Linked DNA regions of Mus musculus: region 2 is linked to region 1. The links are chromatin contacts, called in public ChIA-PET maps. All regions are on one chromosome and are shown on one strand. Each heading gives the region's core, a stretch centred on a gene start, on an enhancer-like site or on the middle of the called end of the contact. The rest is flanking DNA. Distances are from core to core; before and after follow the strand shown.

Region 1 (5,588 bases), core at 2,138-4,637:
CGATCTAGAAATGTCATTTAGGTCAGTGGGAGAGCGCTTGCTTAATTCACTCGGCCTTGGCTTTGAGCCTCAGTGTCATAAAAGAAATGAAAAGAGTCAAACCAAATCTCATAGAAGGTCCCCTTTATTCTTAGGAACAGCTAAAGTGCCCATGCATTTACTCCTGTTGCCAATCTCAACTTCCTATGCAATTCAGCTGAGCACATACTTTTGGTTCTCCTACCATTTTCAGCTCATGTAATTCTACCAACTTACAGAACTACAGACACAGGACTGGGCTTCAAATACTATAAATTAATTCATAGTAAAGTATTTCATAATTCATGATCTCTACATGTAGTGTATTGAATAGTGTCTTCCCCCTTGATGTATCTTCTGAGGATCAAATATACTTGTCTTGATGAGGTTTGATTGGGGAGCTAATTTTTTCACTAATTTTGGCATAAGTTTTTTTATCTTGAAGTATGAGATGAAATCCAGTTTTTAACCTGTACCTTATTTATTTAGTCAATTAATCTTTATTTCTTTAATCTTTATTTCTTAATATATTTATTTGTAAGTGTGTGTTAAGTATATTTGAGACCACAGGACAACTTGCAGAAGTTGGTTTTCTCTCTTTTAAATGGGTTCCAGATATAAAACTAAAATCTTGATGCTTGACAGTAAATCCTTTTACCCGCTAAGTGGCTGTAATCTTTTGTTGTAATTGTTATAATTATATATCACATATAATATGTGATATATGATATATAATTTTATATTGTACCTTAATATATGATGAATATATATAATTACATATAATTTTGTTATAATTTTGACTGAACTGTTTTGGTAGTGGTTTTAAGCCATTGATAAATACGTAGAATAAAAAAGAGAGACCTTTTCATCTTATCCCACCTTTGGAAGCACTGTTCCTTAGCACTATGGGGCTGACAATTGGACTTTATCTTCATGGGTCCTTAATTAATGCATCTACACAGATACACATGCATGCAGACAACTGTGCTATTAGAAAAACCATAGCTTTATTGAATAGTACATGCTCTCAATATCTCAGTTGTTCCCCGTATATTTCTCAGTTGCATTTGGGTATTAAATTCAAGAATATAATCCTGAATTTAAGATATTTAAAATGTTTTAGCTAGAAATGGCAGCATATTACTGTAATTATAGTACTCAGGGGATTGGAGGAGAAGTATTGTTGAGTTTGAGGCTATCCTGAACTATATACTGTTAGTCTCTATGTCAAAAGCAGAAAGAAAAAAACACACGAACAGTTTTGCATCTGAAAATTATCTTACACATTATCAATTCTTCAAAAAGAAGAAGCAGGACACAGTGAATTCTAGATTTTAAACACACACACATGCACACGTGAACATGCCGTGTTTGAAGGAGGCTGTGTAGGAAAAAGAAGGCAATGGGGGTGGGGTGACAATAGACAGTATTGGAGTGAATATAAACAAAGCACACAAGATGCATGTGTGAGAATATAGTAATGCAAGATGCATCTATGCTAATGAAAACATACATGCTGGTGCCATATGAGAATTAATATAGAATAAGTACAGAAATACTTATAACTGATATAGATTGTCTAATGTTTATAAATGTGTGATGTTTTTAACATTAGTTTTCTTTCTTTGTAATCATTGATGTTACCAAAAAATTTGCATATATTGCATATATATAATTTTTTACATATATTGCATATACATATATAATTATTACAAAATAGATCATTTTCTGTTTTTATTTTTTGCTAGCCAATATGACTTTAAATTTTAATTCACATATCTAAGAAAATGGATAGTCTCAGCTTTGTACTTCTTTAAATTCTTTAATTTGTGGTTATAGTCTTTGTTTAGGTTTCTGTAAAAAAAAATGGCCAAATTAGGCTAAGAACGTTTGCTTTATTACAGGTATATTTGGGTTAGTGTTGTACTGTTAATCAAACTGATTAATGTGGATTTATTTAAGTAGTATTAAGTCTACATTGTTGTATTGACTGACGTTTGTGCTTTCTGTTTCTGGGCTGTGGTCTGTGGGCTAATGCAGAAATTTAGTCAGTGTTCCTTCCTCTCAAGATAGTGATAATGAATGTGTTACAAAGAAACCAGCCAGTTAAAAATGTCATGGGAAGTTGTGAAAATGTAGCTTCACTAATCTTCACCCTTGGCTTGCTATCGTCAGATGCAGTTGAAGGCAAAACCAAATGTATTCAACTTTTAGTCTCTGGGGAATGGTTTCAATATTTTTTCAAGCTGGTGGTGATCTCTGCACAACATCCTTATGGGGAAGCTCCGCTTCATAGTCATGTCCTGACATTTCTCCTTGTACCATTAGAAAGGGTAAGCTCACCATGTACCGGAATGTGCTATGGTTGTTTTGTTTTTAAGACATTAGAGGGTATTTATATATGTGTGTGGCCCAACAATGAGCAGTTTCTCCACTCTAAGTTTCCATGCTAAATTCATTAATTTTAGAGTGAATAAATGTGTTTTGGTTTCAGACCCTAAAAGAGAAAATTTCTGGAGTTGTTGTGTGGGTGGGCAACATTCACCAAAACAGTTTGAAGATGTCTCAGGGTGGCAGGTAGGGAAGGTTGGGATGGTATTGTCTAAAATGTTAGAGATCATAGTCAGAATGGCCATCAACTCACCTGCTTTGACCAGCAACACAATTTGGCTAATCTTGATCAGAAAACATGTGTAGTTCCATTCTGTTCCTACAGTTAGATCAAACCCTTCTTTCATTTGGGGGTAATCCTTTAAAAGTCTTCAATGAACTTGTTTGATTTTGCACCTTCTGTTTGAATGGCTTTGCTGTTATTTGCAACTAAGGACTTTTTCCTGGCACAGCCCATAAAGCACTTAGCATTGTGTAGTATAGGGAATTAGGAAGCTTTTACTGCAGCATGCTGCCTGTTCTCAGAACTTTCAGGTGACTCTTCTTAAGTTTCAGGTCAATGCCCAGAGGTATCCTTCTGCTGTTGGAACTCATGCTGTCTGAGGCTTCTGATACATCAGAGTCCTGAACGTTCCTTTCTTCAACCTATCGTGCTTTATGAAATATTATTTAGCAAAAGTAATGGGAGGGGGGGAAGGGAGTGGAAGAAAAAAAACTTGTACTTACTATTAGTCCAATAGATGAGTTTTTCTTTATAATAAGAACCAAATGTTAAGTCAGATATGGTGGCTAAGGACTGAGTAGGCTGTAGGTCCAGCTTTTGAGAAGCTGGGGCAGGGGAATTGCCTATGATTTCAAGCTAATCTGTGGTACAGAGTAAGATTCTATTTCAAACAAAAACCGCTAGTGTGGATGATAGATTACTTATCTAATGAGGACAACTACTGGTCACTTTGGGCAGAGCAAGTTCTAATGTCACAGTAGTTCAGGAGGAGTGACAGAAGCTACCTGTATGACTAAGTTCTGTATGACACACATCACCAAAGAGATTGTTGGTGTTCGAATTACTGAGGATGGGCCTTCTATTCGGATGAGTTCTGCATGCCCTCGAGAACCGCGGCTTCTTTCATTCGCTCACCTTTAAATCATACCATCTTACCACTTAGTACTTCGGAGATAAACTTTCAAACTAGTGCATAAAGTCGATTCTCTCCTAACAATGATGAACCTGAATAGACCGAGTTGACCCGTACCTCAGAGGATAAAAGCGTGGAGTGTGACCTCAGATGCCAAGGGAACAACTTCCATTCCAGGCAGCTGTCCAGCGAATCTGTCCTTTCCTAGCCAACATCACGCCTGATTTCCTCTTAACCGAGAGATGTGTTTTGATTTTGCCTTGATTTTCCAGGTGTCTCCTACTTTCATGCCAACTTGGAGCCATGCAGCTGGACCAGGGGCTTGACTAGGAGCCCAAGTTCTAACCATGTGTCTTCGAGTCACTTTCCAAGCCATCAGAGGTGGGCTCTGGCCTTGGCAGCAGTATCGTTTGTTAATTTTCCCACCTTCTGGAAAGGACACCTGGTCCTGAAACCTGATCTGATATATTTTTTTTCTCTATTTGGAGATGAGTGAATTCTGCTTTTGGTCCCCTCTACACTGCTGTTAAATGGCTGGACATAATGATTCCAGATTTCTTTTCTATTCCTGGACATAGTAAGTGTATTATAAAACAACCTACAGAGAACACACTGGTGGCATTTTCTATATGCATGTGCATGTATGAACTATACTTCATCTCCTAATTCATGATGTTGCCATGTAGAGAGGCCAGAGCAATCTTTGTGTCATCTCCAGCCCATTCTAACAGCTGACATAAGCCAGATTTTTTTAATAAGCAGAAAGACAGTTAGTGCTTTTCACGCACAGCTGTGCATCTTGTGCTGAAAGTTATGAGTGATTCTTGACCATTACCTCTTAGGAATTACACTGAAGCTCCCCAGTTGCCAATGTCCCTTGAACATCAGTCGAAAAATACATTCTTAATTAGATTCTTAAATGCAATATCTTAGATCATTGCAAGCAAATCTCATTTATATTTGACAACTGATTCATAGAAGAGAACAAATTTTGGCTTGTTTCAGAAAACAGTGATGGAGGATGCTTCCTCCAGTGTCCACAACTCAGATAACGATGGGGAACAACAGAGGGAAGTGCACCTTAGAACTCCTGTCACTTGGATGTAAATTCCCATTGTGATTCTTTCTTTCTGTGTGATCTCCTCCCCTACCCTGGTGATAATACTGTCTCATGGCACTTTTGCTGGAACGAAATGTGATGCCATTTATAATTTAAAGCACTTATAACATTAAATTATAACGTACAAATATTTATAGAACTTCTAGAATAATGGTGAATGCCTCACAGAGACTCAGTTATTCAAAACCTTTCCCTGAGCAGCTATTATATGCGGGGGCTGCCTGTGAGTGACATGAGTCCAAATATGTCAAAGTATGTGCCTTGAGAGGAGAAATGGGCTAGCAATAGGCTCATAAAGGTAATTGGAATGAATAATTACAGAGACCAGACTACGGGGGTATTGGAGAGAGGGGCGGGATCAGGAAAGGCTAGGTGTGTAGTTTCCATTTGAGTTAAATGTGAGCCAGGAAAGAAGAAGTAAAGGGAGGCAGTGCAGGGCTGGGGTGCAGTCTAGTGGCTGAGCATTTGCTTTGCGCATCACCTCCAGCATCCAGAAAGACAGGAGATATGTCATAAATGCATTTAAAAATGGCTCATGTGTGCAATCCCAGCGTTTGGGAAGTAGAAACAAGAATATTAGGATCCAAATCATGAGTCAATTGTCAGTAAATCAATATCCTATAAGGACATTCAACTCACTGAATTATCTTTGCTTTCTTTCTTTAATTCACATCGGATCTGTGACGATTTTCAAGCTTTTGGTCACTTGTTGATGGTTCTAAGATATTTCTTTCCTGTTGGAGACAGGAAAGAAGAAACCAATTTCATGGAGCACAAAGAGTTTATAATTCATACTGAAGTTGGTGTCTAAGAGACTAAGAAGAAAATGATGGTGTAAGAAAGGCATTAAAAGTAGAAAATACTTGGTGTTATAAAATTAGATGCAGGGATAGTATAAGCCAGAAGGAACAGTAAGGCGGCAA
Region 2 (5,588 bases), core at 1,667-4,166, 380 kb before region 1:
CCCCTCAGGGTCAGAACTCATAGACTGAGAGCCACTGGTGCAGGGGGTTTGCTCTGAAATAGCCTGGGTTCATTGCTTTTAGTCCTGCCGGGAGGCAGGCACAGAATACATGACACGTAGGAAGCAAGCTCTTTATCTCATGGTCATTAGAGAGCAAAGAAATCACAAGAGAATCTGGGTGCAGATATGCCCTTCAAAGGCACAACCCTATGATCCCTATGATCTACTTCCTCTGACCAGGACCCACCTGTCACAGTTCTACTACCTCTACAAAGTCTGCTCACATTTGAATCCATCGGAGAATTAAACCACATAAGAGCCCCCAGGAGCTAATCATCCTTGAAGAATGCCAGCACAGATACACCCAGAGGTGAAGTTTGCTGATCTCCTAGGCATGTCTTAACCCAGGTAAAACCGCAATCAATGATTAATCATCACATATGTTATCAGAGAAGTGAAAAGAAATGTAACAGATTCTTAAGGGCCTCTCTTCCTTTGAAGATTCAGGTGAGCACGGAACACTTTCATGAACTGGACTCCTAAAGCAAACTTACTATACCCAGAGTGTATCAGGGACGCCAATAAATCTGATCCATTGCTTTATCAAAAACCATCAGAATGATGAATCATTGTCCATGTTGTGGGTGGACAGAGCTAGGATAATCTACTGAAGTCAATTTCAGATAAGGAAGACAAGATTTTTGAGATCCAGGAGCTCTAAAATCCCTCTCTCTGTCTCTCTCATCTCTCTATCTCTCACCTCTCTCCTATATCTGTCTCTCTAATCTCTCCCTCTCACTATCTCTCATCTCTCTGTCTTCCATATCTATATCTATCTACCTCCTGATCCGGCTCCTCTTATTTGTCCATGACAAACGACAGAGACTGAGAACATAGAAAGGCTAAAGGTGTGCAGAAGCTCACTCACAGAGTTGTCTATTGGAGACTTTCTGAGACCAGATACAGGTGATAGAACAAGCGACTAGAAGAGGCGTCTGTTGCCTCTCCCACCAGATTGCTTTGTTCTATGCAGGTTTGAGAACATCCAGGTAGTGGCTGTGGGTGGAGAAGGGCCATGGGGTTTTATGGAAGGATTGAGGGTTTGGCGAGGCAACACTGCTCACCAGAATAGGAAACAACAGCTCAGAGAAGCCTCAGCAGCATGCACTGGGTGTGAAAGGGTAACAAGCAAAAAGCCCAGAGAGTGAGTGGCACCTGGATTCCACAGGCTCGCTATTAAGCATGAGGGTAGACACAGGATGGGTGGAAGGAAGGGTTGCACAAGCTAGAAAGGTCAAGGAAGACGTGCATTATGGGGAACCCTGCTTTATTTATACTTAGAATATAGAACCCAGAAAGAATCATAGCTGACAAAGAACGCGAATGTCCTCTAGGCCAGCAGACACTCTTTTCTCGAGCATTGTTAGCAGACTTCTCAGCCTTATGTAGGGATAAAGGGAAACTCACAATCTTTATACGGCTGTTGCTTTAGGGATATGCCTTAGTTACTTTTTGTGGTTATGATAAAACACCCGCGACCAAAGTGTAATACTTATGGAAGAAAGAGCTGACTTTGGTTTCCGGTTCCAGAAAGAGAGCCCCCTAGTGGTGGACTGGGGGGATGGTAGCAGGCCGTTGAGACCACAACCTGCTCCCCCTGGCAAGATTCTACCTCTAAGAAGTTCATAATCTTCCCAAAAAGTGCCGCCAAACAGGGACCAAGTCTTAAATATACGAGCCTATGGGAGACATTGTTCATTCAAACCACTACAGTTAGGTTTGTTTCTATAGAAATGCCTGCTTAAAAAAAGGCCCAACCTCAGGTGCACTAAAAATATACAAATACATTTCACCCTTTTTACTAGAAACAAAAACATGTAAATATTGAATTATACCCCAGTCTTCTGAGCTATTGCGTTATTAACCAATGCTTTAAAAGCTGTTTGTCCCTGCACTAATGTGCTGGCAAATCATATTGAAAATTAGGCCTTTGCTGGCTGGCTTCACCCACCAACTTAGCTTGTAACCACTTCTTCTTCTTCTTCTTCTTCTTCTTCTTCTTCTTCTTCTTCTTCTTCTTCTTCTTCTTCTTCTTCTTCTTCTTCTTCTTCTTCTTCTTCTTCTTCTTCTTCCTTCTTCTTCTTCTTCTTCTTCTTCTTCTTCTTCTTCTTCTTCTTCTTCTTCCTTCTTCTTCTTCTTCTTCTTCTTCTTCTTCTTCTTCTTCTTCTTCTTCTTCTTCTTCTTCTCTTCTTCTTCTTCTTCTTCTTCTTCTTCTTCTTCTTCTTCTTCTTCTTCTTCTTCTTCTTCTTCTTCTTCTTCTTCTTCTTCTCCTCCTCCTCCTTCTCCTCCTCCTCCTCCTCCGCCTCCGCCTCCTCCTCTTCCTCCTCCTCCTTCTTCTTGGCAAATGAACCTTGTATAATTTTATAACACTCATGTAAGGAGAAAACCATGTTATTGAACTAAATATTTATGTAGAATGAACAAAACATATATATTTAAACCAGACAAATGGTGACAAAACATATTTTAAGGTAATAAACTTTTTAATATATAGCTTTAGTACTCTCCCTCCTATAAATTCCTATAAATCTACAGCCTTATTTCCCATAGATAAGAGGAAGAAGAAACAGCCTTCTAACATGGCTTATCAAAGTGTTTTTTCTTTTGGGAAGTGGACACATTCGTCCAACCCTAACCCAGAAGCTATCTCCAACTGATAGTCACTCGAAAATGAAAAGTGAGTTTTCTCCAAGGGCATCTCTCTAGGGAAACAAATCACTCTTAAGGATGGGCCACAAGCCCAGCAAGAACAGCCAACAGGAAACAATCTCAATGGCATCTTTGGAGGTTCCTTGCCTGTAATGTGAAGTCAGGTGTGCTGGTTGTTCCAGCCTCAGTGTCTTTTGTGAATCTGTTATTGCCTTCAGTTGTGGGTTTTTATGGGGTTCCTGTGTGTACAAACGTGTGTGCTTCCTTCCGCCTTGAGATGTGTTTTTTGCGCCTTTTCTTTGGCTCTTTTTCCTGTTTGGTTGTTTTGTCATATTCTGATTTGGTTTTGATTTGTCTTATTTTATTTTATTATAATTCCTTAAATGCCTGTTTTCTAAGGAGAGACTGAAAAGGGTGCGGGTCTAGATAATAAAGGTGACTGGGGTGGGGGTGGGGTGGGGGGAGGGACTGGGAGGAACTGGGAGGACTAGGGAGGGAACCGTAATCAGAATATATTGTATGAAAAAAAAATCTTTTTTCAAGAAAAGAAAAATTTTTGTGATTGATAATTTTGAACTATTGTAGATTTGTGGCTTGTAAGCAGCATTAACAGGTAACTGTGTAAGGCTTTTTTGGAATTTGAGAATCCTTCTTTGGGGTTCCTTATATGTAAGCTAAGGTTTTAGGACATTGCAAGTGATTTTTTTTCAGTGACTGGTATCTGATCTTTAACTGATAGCACTCTTCAGTTACTTTCTATGTGTCACAGCTAAAGAAGTGCCATTTTATGCTAGGCATCCATCTTGGTACCCACTAGCCATTTGGCTGACTCCATTCCCTGGGAGAAAAGTTCTCAGTAACCCAGACTCAGTGACCCCACCCAAAAATATATAGCCATGACTATCTACTTGTTATGATAAAACTAACTGCTTTTATTTTGATACCCAAAGCTTGTTTTGAGTTGCTTTAACATTTAAACTTGGCAGAATAGTTCAGTTTTTGTTTGCTTACATAGACATTGAAGGACTTCTTGCAGTTTTTCGGTTTTAAAAAAACCCTTCCCCATATCCCTCCTTTATGGAAATCTCAAATTTGGCTCTGAGATTGTTCATCTTGTTAGCAGCTAATGAATCTTTCTAATTATAATTGGATAGAGTCTATGATCTTTTCCCAGTAACTCCACACAAACTCCATAATGGTAAAGATGCATTACTGTACATGGCATGGCCTCTCTCAGGGCCTCCAAAGCTTAAACTTCCTGTTTCCTGGTAAACCCTCCTTTGCAGCAGATCCAGGTTTCTAGTCACAACATACAGGGGTCCAGCTGATGGCTAGCTGACTCTTCTGAATGAAACGCCCTTTTCTGAGTGGCTGGGACTCAGGGCATTGCCTGCTCTGCTGGACATTGATTGATGCGCTCGCCTCACCTGTGAGGGCAGAGTGTGTCTGGAACCCCACACACTGCTGGGAGGCCACCACTGTTTTCTGAATACCTGATTTGGATGTAGCCTCAACTTCTGCATCACTGCCCTCCATGGAAGGTTAGTTGAATTCCTGCGGCAGACCTAGTTTCGCACTCCCACTTTCCCTGTAGCACTGGTACATTGGGCTTTTCCAGGATGATCACTGGATGTGACTACAGAAAAATGTGGAAATGCCTTAGGTAAACGATAGATGCTCGCTTGTCCCTAAAGGTTGAACCTGGGTTGGACTTGGAATGAAAACATTTCTGATGTCTTTGTGACATCAAACAGTGAGGGCTGTCCTGAGCACAGGACAGGCTCCAGCCCAAATCCTATAGAAAACTTGTGTAGTGACCATGAGTAAGACAACGGAGAAACAGGGCAGAATAGGAAGATGAAGAGAAACCTTACAGTGGGGGACAGGAAGAATAGCTCAATTGGTAAAGTGCTTCCGTGAAAACACAAGGTCATGCACTGGGGAGCCCAGATGTGCATGGTGGAGTATGTCAGCAACCCCAGCACTGGGGAGAGATGCGGTGAGACAGAGACTAGCCGATCTCAGGAGCTGGATGGCCAGCCAGCCTAACTGAAACGAGAAAGCTCCAGATTCAGTACTAGACCTTTGTTTGAAAACAAAAACAAGGGGGCTAGAGAGATGGCTCAGAAGTTAAGAGCAACGGCTGCTCTTCTAGAGGTCCTGGGTTCAATTCCCAGCACCCACAATGCAGCTCACAGCTGTCTTGCAACTCCTGTTGCAGAAGAACAGATTCCTTCACACAGACACACTTACGGACAAAACACCAATGCACATAATGTAAATAAATAAATAAGAAGACCCTAAAAACTAACCAACCAGCCAAACAAACAAACAAACAAACAACCCCCCCAAACAACAGCAACAAAACCAAACAACAACAACAAAACAAAATGGAGACCCAGAGGAAGGTATCTGGCTTCAACCTCTGGCATCCAGACCCACACATGTACATAACACAGACACAGGAAAGATTTGTACCACAGTGGATAAAGTAAGGTATGTATGTAAGGACTGTTAGAGATGAGTACTGTTTGAAGACTGTATTGGGGCCGAATAAATGAATGTATGCATTAAGGAAAAAAAAATCACATAATGACGGCATCACATCTTGTGATATATTCTGTCCATTTTAAGGTAGGTGTTTTCAGATTGCCAAAGTGGTTACCTTTGTTAGGGTTTCATTGCTGTGAGGAGACACCATGACCAAGACAAGTCTTATAAAAGATAACATTTAGTTGAGGCTGGCTCACAGTCTCAGCGGCTTAGTTCATTATCACCGTGCTGGAAAGCATGGTGGTGTGCAGGCAGACATGGTGCTGGAGAACAGCTGAGAGTTCTATGTCTCGATCCAAAGGCAGCCAGGAGGAGACAGGATTTAT

What was found. ChIA-PET counts read pairs in DNA pulled down with a chosen protein or histone mark.
Region 2: an RNA polymerase II ChIA-PET map of effector CD8 T cells shows a contact between it and region 1, with 6 times the contacts expected there. The contact joins two enhancer-like sites. A contact is called at or near these places in 2 of 15 datasets of contacts at CTCF or cohesin (large pre-B cells and pro-B cells), 19 of 484 Hi-C or Micro-C datasets (B cells, the C10 cell line, CD4 T cells and 9 more) and 2 of 115 datasets of contacts at active chromatin or transcription factors (effector CD8 T cells and embryonic stem cells).

Annotation. Positions count from the first base shown.
Region 1 is chr17:78,048,175-78,053,762 of GRCm38.p6, reverse strand. No RefSeq gene overlaps it. Among named protein-coding and RNA genes, the nearest start is that of Gm32076, 61 kb to the right of the region's middle. Within about 2 kb of position 3,387, at least 3 of the 459 cell types and tissues checked have an H3K27ac peak or open chromatin away from gene starts, as enhancers often do. A contact at or near this core is called in effector CD8 T cells, where this site is marked.
Region 2 is chr17:78,426,574-78,432,161 of GRCm38.p6, reverse strand. No RefSeq gene overlaps it. Among named protein-coding and RNA genes, the nearest start is that of Fez2, 11 kb to the right of the region's middle. Within about 2 kb of position 2,916, at least 4 of the 459 cell types and tissues checked have an H3K27ac peak or open chromatin away from gene starts, as enhancers often do. A contact at or near this core is called in effector CD8 T cells, where this site is marked.